Regions from separate parts of the Mus musculus genome. Here regions 1 and 2 are each linked to region 3. A link is a contact called in public promoter capture Hi-C data. All regions are on one chromosome and are shown on one strand. Each heading gives the region's core, a stretch centred on a gene start, on an enhancer-like site or on the middle of the called end of the contact. The rest is flanking DNA. Distances are from core to core; before and after follow the strand shown.

Region 1 (4,295 bases), core at 1,768-4,267, 350 kb before region 3:
TGTGGGGTGCAGGGGAGGGGTGTCTCAGCAGCTGTGACATCAGAGTGCTTGTGAGACTCTCACTTTGTTTTGTTGTGGAGGCAGGGAGTGTGGTGATGCTGCTGGCCCTCTGAAGGCAGAGCTGGACTCCTGCCTACCGGGTTTCAGTTGCTAGCACACACAGGAGGTACAGCCCAAGGAACCCGGGAGATGCCAGTGCCTGTAAGGCAGGCAGGGCACTCTGGTGGCCCAAAGGGCAGTATTCAGAAACCAAGAGCGAACAAGGCAAGGGCCTTCAGGTCAACCCCCTGCCTCAACTTCCCCTGCTGCAAATCCCTAGAGCCATTTAGGCGTCTTCCCTCATTACTGAGTGGGTAAAACAATTCATCGCACAGTAAGTGATAAAAGACTTGATATATGAAAGGCTTCAGCAAAGGTTGGGTCCCTTCAGGTCCCTTATAACCCTGACCTAGTCTCCTAATCTGGACCAGGCCATTGTCACCTCCTCTTGTCCCTGTCCTTGTCCCAGTTTGCTTTTATTTTCCATTAGCAAGAGAAAACACACTGCATGCTATAACTGGGTGTTCTTTTGACAAGATCAGTGTTGTGGGATCCCCTCCCTCTGCATGTGTTATCAGTGTTAAACACCACTTGTAGATGCTGACACACTGAGTGTGGCTATGCTCAGTGTGTCAGCATCTACAAACCCTCCATAGCTCGTGCCCATGTTTCTGTAGGCCGGATTCTCTTTCTAAACATTTATTTATATTGTTTTAAATTATGTGTATGTATGTGTGTGAGTGTATGTATGTGTGTGTGTGTATGTGATGTGAGTGTGTGTGTGGTATGAGTATGTGTATGTGAGTATGTATATGTGTGTGTATGTGTACATGTTTGTGTGTGTGTGTGTTTCTGTGTGGTATGACTGTGTGCACGTGTGTGTTTGTGTGTGTATGAGTATATATGTGTGTGTTTGAGTGTGTTGTGTGTACATTTGTGTGTATATGTGTATTTTTGTGTGTGTTTGTGTGTATGTGAGTGCAATGTGTGTGTGTGTGTGTTTGTGTGTGTGTGTGTGTGTGTGTGTGCGCGCACTCACAAGTACCCACAGATGCCAGAGGTGTCAGATGCCTTGGGGTTGATTGTGAGACTCCCGACAGAGGTGCTGGGAGCTGAACTCTGGTCCTCTGCAAGAGCAGGAAGTACTTTTAACTTCTGAGCCATCTCTTCAATCACATTCTTAAGAATGGAACCGGTGGCAGGGACATTTAGAGTCTCAGTGATCCTGCCAAATCGCTCTCCCAAGTTAATTCTCCATCAATTACGGACAAATCCACCTGTGTCCCTATTCCTCCTTGGAAGACTGTGGAAGAGGATTGCTTGTTTAGCAAGAGAGAGACACTGTTTTGGTTTCCTTGGGTACTGCATTCACCTGGTGCACAGCACAGGCAGTTAAAATACCCGTACACATAAAATAAAATCAATGAATCTTTACAAAAACAATAAAAGTGTAAGCAATTGTTTACTTTTTCAGGTCTGATACAGTGAGGATGACATGTGGAGCTCAGCAGGTGCCTCTAGAGTGGACACAATAGTCACCACGCATCACCAGAAAATAGCTGCCTCTTGCTGCTCTAGGGATCCACACAACAGGATGCAGGGAGCTGGCCTCTTAGGATAGGAGAATTCTTTATTCCAGGGACCAGGCCACCACTGGATGCTTTTAGTAAAGGGGGGTGAGGGAACTCTGCCCTCCACACAGACCTGAGTGCTTTCAAGTGCCTTCCCCAAGTCTTCTAAGAGTCTGTCAGGTGTTTGGGACCTACCAGGGTCCAGGGACCCTATCCCTCTGGTTGGGTTGACTGGCTCCTTAGTGTCATCTGGTTCTGGTAGGGTGAAGTCTCATTCTCAGGACTAATACCAGGGTGATGCTGAAGTATTGGTTTTAAGTGACTTGCTGCTTTGTATATGTAGTAACCTTGAAAAAAATCGCCCAGGATTCTGACAATCTTGCTTCAAGGCTTTCAAAACTGGCCTCCCTCCCTGCCTCCTCTTTGCCTCCCATCTGCAGCTGTTGGGTTGGAAGCCCCTAGCTGAAGAGAGGCCATTTTGTCAGTGAGTGGATGAGCCTTTACTGAGCACAGGCTATGTGTGGGGCAGGGGGGTGATCTGCAGCGTCTCTTTTCCTGAGCCCACAGGCAGAGGTGGGTTGGGGGGGATGCTGAGACTGGCAGGTGGGTTCAGGTCTAAGTAGAGGTGATACCTGGGTGTGATCACAGAAGGAGTCTCAGAGTGAGTCTCAGAGTGGTGGTGCCTACGGGGCTGTAGTTTTAGGCAGGGAGCTGAATTAGAAGCTTCTAAGGGCTCATTCAAGGTGGGAGGGGGTACAGGTCTCCACCTGTGCACATTAGCTGAGGTCTACCAAGGGGGCGGGATCTCAGCTAAGACGCAGCCCACTTTGCATGCTCAGACCTGCTCAGTCACCGAGGCAGGGCTAACATTTGGATATGTGGTCTCCAAGTTCAAGGTTTTTCCACTCTAACTCAAGTCTGGGACAGTGCCCCGAGTCTCCCCCGGGCAGAACAATTCTTACAGTTTTAAAACAAGACCCACCTGTAATGTCCTCATGCTTTTTCTTTTGTTTGTTTGTTTGTTTGTTTTTTGCCCCTTGTCAGCTTCGGATGAACAACTCAGTGGAAGTTTTTGGAGGGAGCTATGCTCTCCAAAGCTGTGGACAAATTCCTGCCCCTAAGAACTCATAAAGGGGTTATTTGCAGGACAGACCGCAACAGTTCTGGCTCCAGGTCCTACGACAACACGGAGTGCCACTCTTCTGAAGGAGTATCCAAGATCAAGGGAGAAAACAGGGTTCCCAGACTCTGGTTCTGCAACTTGATCCTTAGCGCGTGGGGCGGACTGTGGCACCTGAGCATCCGTCGGAGCTGCTGGGTCCTGGTCCCAGCTTCTCGTACGCAGGGAGGGGTTCGGGGGCGCGCACGCAGGCCGCCGGGGACGCGCTGGCCGCCCGGGGGCGCGCACGGGCTAGTCTCTGCCCTAATGCGGCGGCTGGCAGCGAGAGGTGCTGCAGGGGACGCGAGGGAAGTGGCGGCGCCGGGAGCGGACATCTGGGACTGCGCCCGGGGCTGGAGCCCGAGCTCCTCGAGGTAAGGTGAGCGCGGGTACCCGGTAGGGTAACAGAACCCGGTCTCGGAAGCCCAACCAGCGGCACCCCCTTTGATTCCGCTCTCCTCAGTCCATCTGCATCCCCCGACCTGTCCCATCCCCCTCCATCCACATCCCTGTGCTTTTTTTTCTCTACACTGCCACCTGCCCGGAACCCACCAGATTCTGGCAGTGTCTCCCTCCAGCTTTCAGCCCTCTCCACCCTAATACCCTTTCGGACTCGGCTGGCAACATCCCATATTCCATCCCTCTCCCTCGCTCTCTCTCTCTTTCCTCGCTGTCTCAGCCTCACCATTGGAGACCAGCCAGCCCCTGTGTTTTCTCTCTGTACACCTCACTTTTCAGTTCCCCATTCCACTTATGTTTTCCTGCCTCACCCGTGGCCCCTCTGCTTGCCCTCCCTCCCGCGGCCCTGTGTAGTGCTGGCCTTCGGTTGCTCCCTTCCAGTTTATCCTCCCCGGTCCCCATCTTCACACCCAGTCCCAACCCCTTCACAGTGGCTTCCTTGTTTCCTCATCCTGCACACTCCCTCTGGAACATCTCCCCTACTCTCCTTGGTTCCTAGCCGGCCTACTACCCATCACCTTCTCTGCCTGCCCTTCGTGGTGATGTAGGTCCGGTGCTGACTGGGCTTGGACTCAGTCTACCCACCCTTGTATCGTCCTACTCTGCCACAGAGGCCTAGGGCTCAGTGGGCCAGGTGTTCACTGCTGTGAATTCAACCTCTCTAAAGCCCTTTGCTGCATGTTTGAGCCTGTTCATAGCTTTGGAAGAGAGATACTTGGGTTTGTAGGCCTCTGTGTGGTCCTCTCCTCTCCTGGAACTATTCAGGTTTGCTTCCTAGATGGGATCAGAAAGGGCTTGAGGCTGGGAGAAGAGGCAGGTCTAAGGGAATGGCCCTCAAGCTCCTGAGACTTGTCCTGAGTCCTGGGCTGCAAAAGCCTGGCAGAGAAACCTTGCTGGAGGGCCTAAGAGTTGGGGTCTTAGCAAAGACTTTTCCTCAGCTTCCAAGCCAGCATTCTGGCATCAGGAATGGTCCTGAGTGTGACCCACGACATGGCTGGGAGTGGTCAGAGTGCTGAATCACGGAGGCTGTGGTCCCACAACAGCCCACCTCACTCACTGAGCCAGGG
Region 2 (4,377 bases), core at 151-2,650, 310 kb after region 3:
AAATCCCAAGAAGTATAATTCACTGAACACATTTAATAAGGGACTTGCCTCAATGATGTGAGATCCACAAGCAGGTCTCATGACAGGGTCAGAGGCTTAGGTCTATAACCCTAGCAGTGTCTTCTACCAGGGATTCTAGCCTGTGGGTTTCCACCCCTTTGGTGGGTTCTATATCAGATACCCTGCATATCAGATATTTACATTATGATTCATAACAGTAGCAAGATTACAGTTGTGAAGTAGCAATGAAATAATCTTATGGTTGGGGGTCACCACAACATGAGGAACTGTATTAAAGGGTTGCAGCCTTGGAAAGCTGAGAGGCACAGGACCTCAGCCCTTGCGAAGGAGCCTCACAAAGTCTCAAAAGTAACTCCCAAGGAGCCTCCACTGACCGTCACAGTAGAAAGGAAAAGGGTGACTTAGGGCCACTTACTCAGTCTTGAACACTCTCAGGGAAAATGCTGGTGTCATACACAGAAGAGGAGCCATAGTGTCTCTGAGAGAGCTCTAAAGGCCACGCCAGCTGTCAAAGGATCTATTCAGAAAGGAAGGAACAACTGACAAGTTCCCGCAGCTTTCTGCCACAGCTGTGACTTAACCTGCAGCCAGGAGAAGCCTTGATCCAGCATTCCCGGCTCCTCCAGAATGGCTCCCCACAGAACGTGCTATCACGTTGCCATGAGGCTGCTATGTTGAACATTCAATAACACAGATCTGTGAGCAGAGATTTGGCTTCTTATGGAGGTCTACCCATAGGATATAAATGTCAATGTAAGTGTTCTAGACCCCAAACATTGTTATTTTTAAACTGAAGACCATCTGGCATCTTCTCAAACCTTATACATTGTTTTTCCTTAAAGCCAGTCAGCATTGTGAAGATCTCTAGGTGTCCCAAGTCAAGGCCAGATGCCAGGTCCTGGGCGCCATAATAATAAGGCTCCAGCACAATGCCTATACAGTTCAATAGCCAGACAGTCACACAAAGAAAGACAGCGTCATCCAGTTTCCTGTCAAACTGGATATGTGCCTATCCTCCGCAGTATAGTTTATAATACCTCTCCTTATTCTAGGATTAAATGTCTGGCCTCTTTTAAAGTTGTTGTTTTTATATAAATACCAGTGAAGCAATAAAACAAGGAGCCCACAGGCTCTTACAAATACAAGCTAACTCCAAGATAAGAGCAAACTGCCCCACCCGAGGGCACTAGAGCCCCAGAGACAATCAACTTCCTCTATCCCTGGGCTAACTTCACTAACTGTACGGTGGCATTAAAAGCCATAACTGAGGTCCCTGAAGGAAATGAGAATTAAACAAGGCACTGAGTCACTGGCTGGCCTACAGCTCATTAAATCCCTTGGCCCATGTCTAATTTCATTGACAAAACAGAGAAGGTCTGTCTGCTCCTTTTAACTTCCACCTGTTACGACTGGCTGAACACCTCAGGCAGGCAAAGGTTAAAACTGAGGAGAAACACAATGTGCACATAACCACAATGAATCCCACGGAAGCTCTGTGCCAAACAGTGCCCAATTGCTCCTTGTGTCTGCTACTCTGAGAACCATTAGTTCCTGTTCACTAAATAATTTTGCTTCCTGTAAGTTTGGTTGATTTGTGTGTGCATGGTGTATGTGTTTGCATGTGTTAGTGTGTGTGTGTGTGTGTGTGTGTGTGTGTGTGTGTGTGTGTGTGTGTGTGTGTGTGTAGAGGTAGATAGAGGACAGAGGTGCTTTCCTTTTGCCTTTTAAGACAAGGCTAGGGAAACTGAGGCAAGAACTGAAGTAGAGACCATGAAGGAGTGCTGTTTACTGGCTTGCTTCCTTTGGCTTGCTCAGCTTGCCTAGACAGTACAGCCCCACCTGTCTAGGTATGGCACACCCACAGTGCGCTGGGTCCTCATACAGCCATTCATTAGTAATGAAGAAAGTGTCCTCCAGACATGCCCTCAGGCCAATCTGATGGAAGCAATTTCTCACTTTCCAGATGTGTAGGGTTGACAACCAACATTAACCATCACGGGGACCTCTGAGCCCTTAATTCATATTCTCTGATAGGAAGATATGTCCCTCACCTCTCCTGGCCACAATATATGAAACTTCTTCTCTTATCTCAAGGACTAAAGCCTTCCAGAAACAGTATGACGTCATTAGGCATTGGACACTGGGCTGTGTCTTACACAAGAAAACCTTAAAATATAAAGACAGAAATGTCTTAAGATGTCATTCTCATTATTACTAGAAAATGCACAGGACTCCAGACCATCCCAGCAACCCGACACTGGGTCCTGTCTCTTCTGCTGATATGGAGCAGATAGAGGCCTCTCTGACAGACCTGTACTCAAGCCTCTCACACACTCAGAAAAGAAAGAAAAGTGTGATAGGGTCACACTCTGTAGCCTAGGCTAGCCTAGAACTCACTAGGCCTAAAACTTGCAGTGATCCTCCTGCCTCAGCCTGCTGAGCATTGAACCCCCATGTCAAGCCTCCATTTTCATTCCTACTATTACCAGGTTAGAAGGTTCCCTGCCTCCCTGTATCACCAGGGACTTTCAAAACTCCAACACTGGGTCTCACCAAGAGATTGTAGCTAAGTTCTGAGACTCCCAGGCCATAGACAAATGGAGCTCACTCATTAAATCCTCAATAGTGAATGTGGGGCCCATCCTTACTCTGATATGGACAAGGCAGCTGGTCATCACATGGAAGGGCAGTGAGGGAATGGAGGGAACATAGGCAGGCACCAAGGCAGCACTGTGCTGAGGTAGGGGGTCTCAGCTCTTCTGTATCCAAAAATTGGAATTAGGACTATGGTGGTTTGAATATGCTTAGCCCAAGGAGTGGCATTATTAGGAAGTGTGGCCTTGTTGGAGTAGGGGTGGCCTTGTTGTAGGGATGAGCTTTGAGACACTCCTCCTAACTGCCTATAAGACAGTCTGTTCCTGGTTTCCCTTTGATGAAGAGTTAGAACTCTTGGCTCCTCCAGCACCATGTCTGCTCGCACACTGCCATGCTTCTTGCCATGCTGATAATGGACTGAACCTCTGAGAGCCAGCCCCAATTAAATGTTATCTTTTATAAGAGTTGCCTTAGTCACGGTGTTTCTTCACAGCAATGGAAACACTAAGACAGAAGTTGGTACCAGGTATTAACTAGGGTATTGGTGTGATAGGCCTAACCATGTTTTTGTTTGGAAGAATGTGGATTTGGGGACTTTGGATTTGGAAAACAGTAGAATGCTTTAAGTAGGGCTTAATGGGCCATCCTAGTAGGACAGTGGAAGACATTGGTGCTGAGGGTGATTTCAACTGTGGGGGCCTGGCTCAAGAGGTTTCTAAGGAGAAGAATCTTAGTATGTGACCTAAAAACTGTTTGTGGGATATTTTGGTGAAGAATGTGGCTGCTTTTTGCCCTTGTTTGAAAAGTCTACCTGAGGCTAAAGTAAAAAGATTCAGATTAATTGTACTGAAAAGGGAATTCTTTAAAAAGCCTAGTTTAGACTTTATCCTGTGGTACAGACTTACGAAGAACATTTTAATCAAGCATAGCAAGCATAAGAACAAAAAGTACAAAATGTATGGTTCACGTAATAAAGTGCACCAGGAAGTGAAATAGAGCAGAATCCTGTGTTCGAGAAGATAAACAGATTAAGGGAGTGGTGCGCTATGGGCAAGATCCCACTCGGCTAAGCTTATTGTTTGTGTTTACTGTTGAACAATGGTAGTTATATTATTATGACCTGTTTTTTTACTTTTATTTGGGCATACGGAGATATGATTGTGCGTCAAATTACGTGGGATGACACAAGCTTTTGATCTGGATCTTGAAGCATTATCACCATGAATAGCTTAGGTCCAGGCATGGTGATACATGCCTTTGATGCCAGGAGACAGGCAAGCAGATCTTTGAGTTCAAGGCCAGCCTGGTACAGAACAGGTTCCAAGAGAAAAGCTTAAATCCAGGCATGGTGAACCATGCCTTTAATCCCAGCATTCAGGGGACACAGCCATGCAGATCTGCTGAGTTTAAGGTCAGTCTACAGAGCAAGTTCCATGATAGCCAAGCTTAGAGAATGAAGGAGTTGAAAAACAGAAAGCTGATTAATAATGGAATAGAATATGGAGGTTGTGTTCCAGCTCCAACAAGCACCAGAACTCAGAAGCTTCAACCATGTGTCTCTGGCTTTAGAGTTAAGAATAGGAGGGACTACTGGGACACTTGATACTGGCTAGCTGGAGCAAAGAAATTAGAAATGATTAAGATGAGATCAGCATCACTGAGGTAAAATATTCTGGGAAGTATTTTCTGAGAGCAGAACAAAATTGTGTTCCACAAATAGCCAAGGTTGTACCTCACGCTGCAGCTGAATTTGGTAATGTG
Region 3 (4,375 bases), core at 1,368-3,867:
TGGAGCCTACTTCTTCAGGATTCCAGCTTATACAGAAGACAAGCTGAAGCAACCATCCTCCTGGGACTGAGCAACTACCAGATTCTTGGACTTCCTATTCACCGCTGACCATTGTTGGGTTAGTTGGATTGTAGACTGTAAGTCATTCCACTACATTCCCTTAAGAACATTCCACAAGTTCTATGACTCTTGAGAACCCTGGCTAACACAGACATAATAAATACATAATACTATTTTAAAAATCAAACCTAAGCCAGATGCTTCTAATTTCAACCCTCAGAGGCTGATTCAGGGAGATTACAATTTAGAGGCTACCCTGAGCTATTCATAGTGAAGCACTGCCTCAAAATCAAACTTGGATGATCATCGATTTGTTATAGAAATGAAGCATAAGTAAAAATTATGATGTTTTCTGCTTCCTAGGGGTTATTTAATTTTCTGTTATGAATTTATTTACTGTATTTTCATATGTACAAGTGCTTTGCCCACATGTATGACTATGCACCACGTGTGTGCCTGATGTTTAATGCTCAGGCAGCCTGGAAGAAGTGGTCAGAGAAAATGTTAGGTTCCCTGGGACGGAAGTTGTTAGCTGCTATTTGGGCACTGCTATTTCGAACCCAGGACCTCTGGAGGAGAGCCCAGTGCTCTTAACTGCTGAGCCATATCTCCAGCCCCATTCTTGAAGGATTCTCGAAGAACCCCTTCTGCTCTTCTTTAGCTTGGAGTCAAGAAGGGCCCACTGTGTGTTCCAAACCCATTGCCACCCAAGACTTGCTCATGCTTTAGGGGCCTCTACACGTTCCTCTCTCAGCCCAGGCAGAGAGCAGTGTGTTTCTCTCCTTTGTACCATGTACCGAGGGAATCTGCTCTCCACGCCCCCCCCCCAGCTTGTCTAGTCCCTGCCCACGATCTGCTCTGGCTCTGGCACTCTGCCATTCCTCAACATTGAAAATCCAAAAGGCTTATAGCTTTGCATTCCCAAACTGTGCCTGATACCGTGTAGTGGATATGGGGTGGGGAGGTAGAGTGTTTTTGCATTCCCAGCCCATTCTAAATTCCCATCTTCTAAAAACAGAGCAGCTTAGTTTAGAAAGTGGCTCCCTGAATAGAGTAAATTCTTAACAACTTGGTCTCTTTTAGGATACACATCAAAATAAGGGACTGGAATGGGGGAAAGGCTTAACAGAGTTAGGAAACTCACAGACTAGTGGGACCGAAGTGAGGCAAGAAGGGTTTGGTGAGTGTGAAAGAGACTGGCAAACTGTAAAATCCTTCAGAGAAAGCTCTGTGACTCACAGGGGGAGGCGCAGCCTTTTACAGTAGCCCAGGCCTGTGTTTCTCAGATGTTACCTTGTGTGAGAATTACCCGACGGGCTTGTGAAACATGGATCTTTGGGTCCATGACTTCTGATTTAGTTGTATCCAGGAATTCGTATTTCTGTCTGGTTCCCTGGTGGTGGTGATGATGATGATGACTACGATGGTGATGATGCAGGGTCCAGTCTATGCCTTAAGAACTACTGGATGCTGAATAAGGGCAACCCATCCATGCCAAAGAAGGCATACAGTTTGCAGAACGAATAGGAATTAATAGAGTAGAATACTACTACTCTCCATTTTTTGGTAGCTCCATCTGCTCTCATCTTCCAAACTGCTTAGCAATAGTATGGGGCAAATGTAACATTCTTTTTCCAGTCTTCAGTACATATCATTAATACCTACCATTAATACCCATTCCTTTTAAAAAGCTGCTTCTGGTGAGCATGTATTTGGGCACTGAGTTTCTAAACATAAAGCCTGCGTTCTTATGAGATGTGTATTTAAAACAGAGAAAGAGGGGATGTAGCAGAACAGTCCCTCTCCTTTGCTTTTGTAGCTATGAAGGTAGGCATGGGTTTGCGACCCAAACCACCTATTCTAGAAGGGACTAGCTTGTCTCTAACTGAAGGGATGCATATAATATAAGGTGCAGAGTTAGGGGAGTGATGATAAACACTTAATGTGTCCCCCAACAAAGCGAATGGGCGGGGTGATCGTGAAGGCCTAGCCTGGGAGAGGTGGCTCCAAAGCCGGCACAGAGCTGAGCTCCAACACAGCCTCAGCCCTCCAGACCCTCCCGGGGGACGCGCGGTGCAACCAAGCCTACAGCGGTGTCCGCGCGCCGTTGCGCAGCCCTCCGGCCTTCCCATTGGCGGGCGGCGCCATCTGCGCTCGCCTCGCCCTGGCGCTGGCGGGCGGAGGCCCGGGCGGGGTAGGCCGCGCTCGCGGCGGGCTGTGGCCGCAGCCTTGCGCGGCTGCTGACGAGGAGCGGGGCGCGGGGCGGGAGGAGGCAGGCCCATGCGGGGCGGCGGCGGGCGGCGGGCGGCGGCGGGGCCGGGTGCCCAGGGCGGCCCTATGGGACCCGCCCGGCCGGCTCCCGCGTGCCCTGCCTGGCCCAGCAGTCCGGCCTGCGGGCGGGGATGCGCGGTGTGGTCCAGCTCCCCGCCGCCCTGCGGGGCCCTGAGGCAGAAAGTTTGGGGGTCGGGAGCGGCCCCCCTCCCGCGCCAGTGACTGCCTAAGGACCGCTGCAGCCCGGCTTCGCCCGCGACCTGCCTCCGCTCCCCAGGTCGGAATGAACTATCCTAAGGCTCCCCCTCTTCGCCCCTCCCTCATCCTCCTTTAAAAAGATAATTTCTTAAATTCAAGAACTCGTGATCTGCCTACTCCCCTCGTCCATAATTTAAACCCCAGGTCTTTTGAGTGCAAGAGGGGGGTGCGGTCTCTCCCCAAGATAGCACGCTAGAAGGACAGATTCCCCTTGCCGACCCACTTACACCATGAAGAGGTGCAAATCGGACGAGCTGCAGCAACAGCAGGGCGAGGAGGATGGGGCTGGGATGGAAGACGCTGCTTGCCTTCTGCCAGGCGCGGACCTCCGGCATGGGGAGGCCTCGAGTGCTAACTCCGCTGGCGGGCCAACTTCAGATGCTGGCGCTGCGGTGGCACCCAACCCGGGTCCCCGAAGCAAGCCTCCTGATTTAAAGGTGAGCGCAGACCGTCTCCAGGCAAGCCCAGCCCGCCACGTAGCTTCCCCCACCCCTCGCAGAAGTGTCTTAACCGAATAAAAGTGATGGGGAAGCTCGCAAAGGTCAGAGAGGATGAATGATGTTCGGCTAGGTTCGGAGGGGGAAGCTAGGCACCATTTGTTCCTGTCTATCAGCTCCATCTCAGTCCTCTGTGTTCTTCATTATTCAGCAAACGTTCTAATGACTCACTCATCTGAGATTGTTTGAAGAACGTGTGTGAAACCCTATTTTGCAGACAAAGGGCTGGCGAGATCTAAGATGCTAACTTAGAAAGTTCACAGTACTCTCCCTTCTGTAGGAAGGCTAGAGAAGAAGATTGTAGCTTGGGAAGCTAAATAGGTGACCGTTACCTTCCTATGCCAATTAGCCTCCTCCGAGTGCGGATTTTTTTTTTTTTTTTTTTTTTTGAGCATCTTCCTGAACGAAGCTCAGTTTGTCCATCTATGAAAGGGGGGTGTAGATGTCTTGCCGTTAGGTGGAGCCAGAGGTTAAGCTAGTGCTTGGAGATCCCTCTCTGCCTCCTGAACCAACCCCCAGGGTGGAGAACTGACAGGTGGCAGGGCAGAGCCTGGGCTGATTGGGGCCTCGGTTCAAGTTGCACACATGCTGAGCCGGCAGCTAGAACCAGAATTGGAAAGGACCGTTCACATGGAGCTGTTTATTTTCCAGCCCGAGGTCTTCCAGACTATTGGCGAGCTGTATTGAATACATCTCTGTATCAATTACAGCAGCAGCCAGGATAAATAATGCGCCTTTGCTGGAGTTACCATCGGGACTGCCAGCTCAGGCTCCTTAGGCCAGCTCACAACTGGGCTGAGAGAGATGTCAGCTCCCGGAAGGAACTTAAATGCCTTGGGGATTGATGCCTTGGAAATTTTCTCCGGAAAGGGTGCAGGGTCTGGGATAGGGGAGCAGAAAGGCCTCCCGTTAGGTTAAAGCCTTGTCCAAATGGCTGTGGGCCCCGGAGGAGCTCACTAGAATAAGCTAATGACATTCCTTCTTTGGTCTGAGCAGCTCAAAGTCAGGAAGCCAGGTGAGTGCATGTGTGCTTTATGTGTGTGTGTGTGTGTGTGTGTGTGTGTGTTGTCCCTTGGGGAAGAGAGCCCACTCACTCCTTGTGGGACTTTTAAATTTTTGTGGAAGTTTTGCAAACCTGACCTCTTTCCACCCACCTTATGTGTAATGATGGACTAGTTGAACACCTAGGCTTTCTTCACAAAGCTTGTGATTCCCTCAGGCTCCAAGAAGTGTCACTCCCTCCCCCAAGTGACATGTTTTTTGTTTTAACTGAGATGGTAAGTCCCTTT

What was found. Promoter capture Hi-C pulls out the DNA fragments that hold promoters and counts their contacts.
Region 1: a contact with region 3 is called in a promoter capture Hi-C map of neural stem cells. The contact joins the promoter of Nfasc here to the promoter of Tmcc2 in region 3. A contact is called at or near these places in 2 of 39 promoter capture datasets (embryonic stem cells and neural stem cells) and 1 of 115 datasets of contacts at active chromatin or transcription factors (embryonic forebrain).
Region 2: a contact with region 3 is called in a promoter capture Hi-C map of the HPC-7 cell line, with 2.3 times the contacts expected there. The contact joins the enhancer-like site here to the promoter of Tmcc2 in region 3. A contact is called at or near these places in 6 of 39 promoter capture datasets (the HPC-7 cell line, hippocampal neurons, liver and 2 more) and 1 of 9 other capture datasets (embryonic stem cells).

What each region holds. Positions count from the first base shown.
Region 1 is chr1:132,740,519-132,744,813 of GRCm38.p6, reverse strand. It overlaps Nfasc (neurofascin), which reads left to right and starts at 3,017. Exons shown (of 30, transcript NM_182716.4): 1 at 3,017-3,143.
Region 2 is chr1:132,082,459-132,086,835 of GRCm38.p6, reverse strand. No RefSeq gene overlaps it. Among named protein-coding and RNA genes, the nearest start is that of 4833413N01Rik, 7.1 kb to the right of the region's middle. Within about 2 kb of position 1,400, at least 33 of the 459 cell types and tissues checked have an H3K27ac peak or open chromatin away from gene starts, as enhancers often do. A contact at or near this core is called in the HPC-7 cell line and pre-B cells, where this site is marked.
Region 3 is chr1:132,389,628-132,394,002 of GRCm38.p6, reverse strand. It overlaps Tmcc2 (transmembrane and coiled-coil domains 2), which reads left to right and starts at 2,617. Exons shown (of 5, transcript NM_178874.3): 1 at 2,617-3,026. The coding sequence starts at 2,820.